Regions from separate parts of the Mus musculus genome. Here region 1 is linked to region 2. A link is a contact called in public HiChIP or PLAC-seq data. All regions are on one chromosome and are shown on one strand. The core of a region is the stretch at or near the end of the contact, and the rest is flanking DNA. Distances in the headings are between cores, read along the strand shown. Region 1 overlaps Acss2 (acyl-CoA synthetase short-chain family member 2). Region 2 holds the start of Mmp24 (matrix metallopeptidase 24).

Region 1 (3,679 bases), core at 831-3,330, 240 kb after region 2:
TATAGCTACTTTCATTTGTTGCCTGGGTGATCACAATGGCCTCCAAACTGATCTCCCACTACACTCTTGCCCCTTTTTATCTACACATCATTCAGAATGCTTAATTAAAAACATCAATCAAGCCTCATAGTTTTCTGCCTAAAAATCATCAATCAATTCCATTACTTAAGGAATTAAAACCAAACTCCCATACCTTGTCTCTTCCTCTATTTCATCTTGGGCCATTCTCTCACTCTCCTTTCTAAGGCTCCAGTCACTCTAGCCTTCTTACAGACAGAACACCCCATACTCATTTACTATCTTCCCAAGTTTGGATCCCCAGCCCCCACTAAGATACTTGGATACAGCAGCATGTTCCTGAAATACCAATGCTGGTGAAAATGAAGACTTCTGGGGCTTGTTAGCTAGCTAGTTTCACTGAATTGTCTGAATTGGTGAGCTCCAGGCTCAGTGAGTGACCCTGTCTCAGAAACTAAAATAGCAACAGGGGAAGACACACAGTGTTGACTTCTTGCCTCCATATACACCCGCACACATATAAATATGTTCACACCATAGAAACACACACACCAAAACTAATAACAAAGAGCTACAAGAAAACTGGCTGTTTCCCCCGTACGATAGAAGCTAGATCCTGAAGTGATCTTGTCCATGGCTAAATCCCCAAACGTCTTGCGCAGAAACTTGTTTATAGTCAGTACTTAATATATTTTTCTGAATGAATTAGTAAATGTGAAAGATTTTTATGGAAACGAAGCAGGCCAGCACTATGTAACTATAAGTGGAATAGTTAGATCTCTTTTGGAGAGCTTGATATAAAGAAAGCCTTTCTAACCGTCAGAGGTATCCAAAGATACGCTCCTTCAGGAGATCTCTACCCCTGAAGGTAACACAGAATTGAGATTTGCAGAGATACTAAAAAGCAGGTTCTGTTATGAGAACCAAACAAAACCAGTATTGCTGAAAGTACACTCAAGTAGTGCTAGTAACGCAGAGTCTGAGAAACACCCCAACATGCACTAGAGGATAAGAATACGATTGTTCAGTTTGCCCAGGACAGCTCTAGCAACTATTTACACTAGATCATTCTCCAGAGAATGTGGCCTTGGTATTTTTTTTGGTTTTGGTTTTGAGACAGAGTCTTGCCTATGCAGCTAATGTGGCTTCAAACTCCTGGTAACCCTCCAGGGAATGCTGGGATTATAGGTGTGTGCCATCATACTGATGTTGGACTTTTCATTTTACAAATTCCTCATACAATTTATATTCTTGAAGATTAATTGTAAGGCCTTTCAGCAGTATTGGTGATCAAACTCAGGGCCTTGTACATATTAGGCAAATGCTCTGGAACTTCCTCATACAATTTATATTCTTGAAGATTAATTGTAAGGCCTTTCAGCAGTATTGGTGATCAAACTCAGGGCCTTGTACATATTAGGCAAATGCTCTGGAACTGATTTACAACTCTAAGCCTTAGCGCACGCCTTTAATCCCAGCACTCAGGAGGCAGAGGCAGGCGGATTTCTGAGTTCGAGGCCAGCCTGGACTACAAAATGAGTTCTAGGGCAGCCAGGGATACACAGAGAAACCCTGTCTCAGAAAAACAAAACAAAACAAAACAAAACAAAACAAAACAAAACAAAACAAGATCCTCTAAGCCTTGGTCTTTTGAGACCAGGTCTCATTCATTATGTAACCCAAGCTCCCCCAACCTTGGAGTTTATGAGATTGTATGCATACCATTACATGCCCGACAGAAGAGTACTTCACGCCAGGCATGGTGGTAATCCCAGTTCTCAGGAGTCAGAAGCAGGCAGTCTCTGTGAGTTAAAAGCCAGCCTGGTCTTCAGAGTGAGTTCCAGGACAGCAAAAGCTACCATACAGAAAAACTCTGTCTTGGAAAACAAAGCAAAACAACAACAAAAAAAGTAAAAGAAATATATTTCAAAAGTATAACTTGAAAGCGTTCTATGACCCATACAGTGTTGCACACTTTAAGGATCTCTGATGTAAGCATACCCTCAGGTCACTTTTCCCTCCCACCAAGGGAGTAGGAAGTAGAAACAACATCATTTGACAAATTAGCAGCCTAGTGTCCCCTGGGTGTACTTCTGCTCTAACTGTAGCAGAAAGACTAAAAGGTGGAGGGAGGCCTAGCTCCAAAATTGAATTATAAACCATTCAAAAAGTTAAAGAATGGAGCTTTTGATATCCACCATTCTTCTTACATATGAGAACCCTAAGGCACAGGAATAGGAAGTGATGGCCTTGGGGTTCCCTAGCACATTACATCATTCTAAAGTGGTGCTATCCAACCTAGTAGCCATTAGCCATGTATGACTAGTAAACACTTAAAAATAGAAAATTTCATTTATTTAGTCTTACTTTAAATATAATTAACTTGTGCTTAGTAGTCGTCACATTGGACACAGCAGCTGGATATTCTAAATGCCTATCTATTCAAGACATTTTCCTTCTAAATAACACGGCCTTTTCCACAGGGAGAGATTTCCAAAGTCAGCAGGGAAAGGTTAAGGAAGACTCTTATGTGTTAAAGCCCTGAGAACTGTGTGGTTAAAAGAATCCAAACTCACAGAGATTTGTCTGCTTCTGCCTCCTAAATGCTAGGACTGCTGCACCACCAACGCTTAGCCAGAAAATGTTAAGAGATTAAAATTCTAGTTCCTCAGTTTCTGTATGTAATCTTTCCTAACACTGATCTATTAGAAAATCTCTAAAATTAGAATTCTCTTTTCTGCCTTCTTTCACAACGACCCTTCTCCTATGCTTTAAAAAACCATCAGTTTCTCTCCTTACTTTATGGAGGTATGCCTCACATATCCTAGGTGATGTGCTCTCAGCTGATCTATAACCCCAGTGCTGAAAGAACTGTTTTTCAGTACTCTACCCCAGTGTAACAACTATTTGAAAATCTTCTAAAAATAGATTCAGAGATTTTATTTTCTGTAGGTTCTGGTTATAGGCTGGCAGAGCTGGAGAGTTGGTTTAGCAGTTAAGAGCATTTTCTGCTCTTCCTGAGGACCCAGGTTCTATTCCCATCACCCATGTGGCAGCTCACAACTATCTGTAAGTCTAGTTCCAGGGTATCTGACCCCTCTTCTTCTTCTGAGTTACTGCTCACATGTGGTGCACATAAATGCATACAGGCAAAACACCCATACACATAAAATAAAAATAAATAAATCAATAGCCTGGGGTGGGGTCCTGGATTTCTAGCACAACTTTCAGGTGTTTACGTTAACATACAAAAATGCAGGATCCCCTATTTTTAAATATGGAGTTACTAGACCTGCATTTACTGTTTATCTCTAATCCAATAGATGAATTTGTACAAACTCAGCCTTTATTTTTATCTCTGTAAAATATAAGGCAGGAAAAGAAGGTTGGAAGAGGTGAGAAGCTGGTGTTAGAGCAGATTACCCTGTGTATCTTAGACTTGTTGATTCTTTCCTCCTTCCCAGTGGTAGGGGAGCATTTCTCTAAATTCAAAGAAAGTCTGTAGATTCAGAAAGGAAGAGGATGGAAACAAGCAGAATTTGGAGTCAGGTTAGCAAATGCTCTTAAATTGCTACAGTGGATCAGTGGGCTCATTCCTGGAAGATTTAGAGTATGAAACTTATATGGTAATTGGATCCTTGCTTACATGGGGTAAAGGGAA
Region 2 (3,513 bases), core at 946-3,445:
AGATAACAGTACTCCACACACAAGGTGTTGTGTTCCAGGCTATCGGGTTTGACCTGTGAAAGGGATCAGGGTGCTCTGTGGATTGTTTCCCAAAGGCAGTGGCCAAACGAGCACTGCTCAGAAGATCTAAGGATGGGATGAATAGTAGCAGGACAGGACCTGAGAAGAAAAGAAGGTATCCTTTCTCTACAAAAGAAAGAACTCCACACCTGGAGACAGAGGTCAGGTGACTGTTCCGGGAGGTGGCCCTTCATGATGGGAAAGCTTAGGCTGGGAATGGAGAAGGGTGGGAGAGGTGGGATAATGGAAGCCTGTAAGGTTGGTATGGACAAGTGCTGTGTAAACATAACCTTCCCTTCAAATCCTGACACATCTAAGCAAACTGTATTCTCCTAATGTGCAAAATACCACAGACATAAAAAGGTCTCCAAATTGAGCTCATTCAGCTCCATCTTCAGAGATGGTGAGAGATCAAAGTCACAAAGCCGCCAGGGGTAAGATCAGGTGAGAGCCCACACATACTAAACCCCAGGGCAGACCCTTCTGCTTCACCCTGCACACACTCAGGAAGTCTGGAAGAATCCTGCTTTTGCTACGGTGAAAAGCCATGAACCACGTCACTTTGATAGAGCTAAAAGCACAAACTAGAGAAAGTTTTCATTGAAAGTCAGCTAATGATTATAAACCCTGAAGAGGCAGACTATTAGCTCGGCAAAGGATTCTTTCACACATCCTAAATTTTCTTTAAACATGTCATCTTTGGAGAGGCTGAGGAAATCGGGAGCTTCCCTTCTAGAAAAACACACATTTTTCACATATAAACACAAATTAGCAGAAAATTTCAGAGAATTTATGATCCCTTGAGTCCCTTGCCCAGTTAAAAACTGCTGTTCTGGCAGATTCTTCTAAACAGCCTGTCTACTTAACAAACACACTTCTCTCGGGATAATTCAGGCAATCACCAATTTCCTCCAGCAACGTTAACACTGGTTCAACATTATTTTTTTTTTTTTTTTTTAGAATTGCAGGCTTCTAGGCTGGGAGACAGCAACAAAATTAGTACAACTGTCCCGGACCTTATACGACATAATGTCCTGGCTTAAACATGAAACAGACTAGAGTCAAACCACTAGCTCTGTGACCTTGAGCGAATTGCTTAAGCTCTCAGGGTCTCTATCCTCATCTGTAAAATGGGGACAGGTGCTACAACAAGCTCACAGGATACATGCTGGGGTTAAATAAGCTAATTCCTATCAAACATAGCGCCAAGTCTGGCCCATAGTGCACGGTTGTTATTATGCATGTATCCATGCAGGCATTATGCATGCATCCATCCAATCCCCTCTTGGAGCTCCTACTTGCACATGCCAGTGATGAGCAGCTCACCGCCTCCTGGGCTGGCTGAGCACCTCCAATTGTTAAAAACTTCCTGCCTTGGGCCGAAATGTGCCTTCTTGTAATCCCCCACCCCCCACGGTCCGTTGGCCTCAGCTCTGCCCGGTGGGGCCACGCTGATCTCGCCTATCCCGACGGCCCTTCAGCTACCAAGACCGCGATCCGGTCCTTCCTCGCCCTCTTCCCTCCCCCTTCTCCAGCTCCAACATCCTCGGCTTCTCCTCCAGCCCACAACACACTGGCTGCGCTTACTATTTACTCCGAGGCGTACGGTTTCCCTCACACACAGCCTTGCAGGCCACACGCCCCACCGTCACCGCGGCCACCTCGACCCTCCGCTCCGCCCCCGCCCGCTGCCTCTGTCCGCGGTGCTGAACGGAGCCCGGCCCGCGGGCCCCGCCCGGCCCTCGCGCTGACCCGGCGCCAGGCACCCCGAACCAGGCCCGGTCGGTGCCGCCCCCTGCCCAGCCCCGGCCCCGGCCTCGACCCCGCGCGCCTGCCCACCTGCCCAGCGAAGGGCGCGTCCGCCCCGGCCGGCTTCCCGGCCCCCGCCGCCGCCGCGAGGCAGCAGAGCGCGGGCAGCAGCGGCAGCAGCCGCCCCGGGGCCCGCCAGCCGCTCCAGCGCGAGGCCTGGCCCGGCGCAGCGCGGCCGCCCCGGCTCCTCGGCATCCCGGCGGCGGGGGCCCGGCCGCCCGGCTGCGATGGCGGCGGCGGCGGCGGCGGCTCCGGCCGGGTCCTCCCGCTGCAGCCGCTGCGGAGCCGCCGAGTCACGGCGCCGCGGACGCGCGCCTGGCCCGCCTGCCGCCGCCGCCTCGGCCGCCGCGCGCCCCCGCCTCCGCGCGCCCCGCCCCGGCGAGGGGCGGCCGGGGGCGCGGGGGCAGCGCCCGAACGGGACCTGCGGGAGGCGGCAGCGGCGGGGCTGCGGGAGGCGCTCGCTCCAGGCCCCGGGTGCAAAGAGGGCAACCCTGAGGGAGGGTGAAGAGGCCAGATAAATAATTCTGGCCCTAGGGCGGCTGGCCGGGCCCCGGGTCTGTAACCCCAGGCTAGCCCTGGGGGAGAAGGGCTGAGGCTTAACACTGGAGAAAAGGGGTCTGGGGAGACCGCCGGGTTTGGAAGAAAACGAGCTCAAAAATGCTTGACATCGGAGAAAGGGTTTCGGGGGCTTAAGAGGGGTGGTGCTGAGAACCAAGAAGAGCAAACCTGGGCAGTGCTTCACTGGGGTCGGGAGACCCCTCTGGGAAGTTCGCTCCTTTACCCCTCAGAGGGAGAGGGATCACCCACCCCCTGAATGTCCCACATTTGTGGAACACCTTCTATGGAACACCAGCAGTGCCCTGGGCTTCTGGGGCTACTAAAGTGAAAAGGGAGGCTCCTGGGCCAAGGTGTAGAAGGTTACACCTAGTGAGAAACCGTAAGCACTGAGACAAACAGGATACCAAGTATCAGAAAGGATTCCAGGGGTCCCGGCTTAGGGAGGCCGGAGGTAGGTATGTAGGAGACAGTGGGGCTCTACCAATGCTCTGGAGGAAAGGCTGGAATTAAACAAGGGGGAGGGTCGGGGCAGTGTGTGTGTGTGTGTGTGGTGTCTGTGGGTCCCTATGGGGTGACTACAGAGATCTACAGAGATAATGTGTACGTTGTGGTTGTTTGGTAGTTTGGAGGTGTGGAACAGGGACATACACAGACCTGTGTGCAAGCACTGGCTCATCTCCGTTTTATAAAATGTTGCCCTCACTACTCCTGTGTACCGTCGTGCCTCAGAATTTAATAAGTGTTCCGTGTTAGTCCTCTCCCAAGGCAGAGCATGATGAGAGCCTCCATAAAAGGACACACAGATCCCAACACCAGCTACTAGTTATTGAATGCCTACTACATCCCAGGCATCGGGCTAAGCCCGTCACTGAATTATTCCTCCCGAAGTCCTGTGAGAAGCTCCGTGAAAACAGGTTGTTATCGTAAACCACTTTAGGATAAAGAGGAGGCTCTGGATAAGTTTGCCAAACATACATGATTCATAAGGGTGCAGCTGGAGTGCTCTGGCCTCAAAGCACATCTTGTCTGCTAGGATGGTAAAGGATGAGGTGACAAAGGACATGAAAGGAGGTGATGGGCAGTGCA

Evidence for each region. HiChIP or PLAC-seq counts read pairs in DNA pulled down with a chosen protein or histone mark.
Region 1: an H3K4me3 HiChIP or PLAC-seq map of bone marrow-derived macrophages shows a contact between it and region 2, with 2.5 times the contacts expected there. The contact joins the enhancer-like site here to the promoter of Mmp24 in region 2. A contact is called at or near these places in 6 of 39 promoter capture datasets (the HPC-7 cell line, cranial neural crest, frontonasal cranial neural crest and 3 more), 3 of 115 datasets of contacts at active chromatin or transcription factors (bone marrow-derived macrophages, embryonic stem cells and stem cell-derived neural progenitor cells) and 3 of 9 other capture datasets (adipose tissue, liver and pancreatic islet).

The regions. Positions count from the first base shown.
Region 1 is chr2:155,532,687-155,536,365 of GRCm38.p6, reverse strand. The region is part of intron 2 of Acss2 (acyl-CoA synthetase short-chain family member 2); the gene reads right to left. Among named protein-coding and RNA genes, the nearest start is that of Acss2, 16 kb to the right of the region's middle. Within about 2 kb of position 2,080, at least 5 of the 459 cell types and tissues checked have an H3K27ac peak or open chromatin away from gene starts, as enhancers often do. A contact at or near this core is called in bone marrow-derived macrophages, where this site is marked.
Region 2 is chr2:155,774,024-155,777,536 of GRCm38.p6, reverse strand. It overlaps Mmp24 (matrix metallopeptidase 24), which reads right to left and starts at 2,195. Exons shown (of 9, transcript NM_010808.4): 1 at 1,900-2,195. The coding sequence starts at 2,064.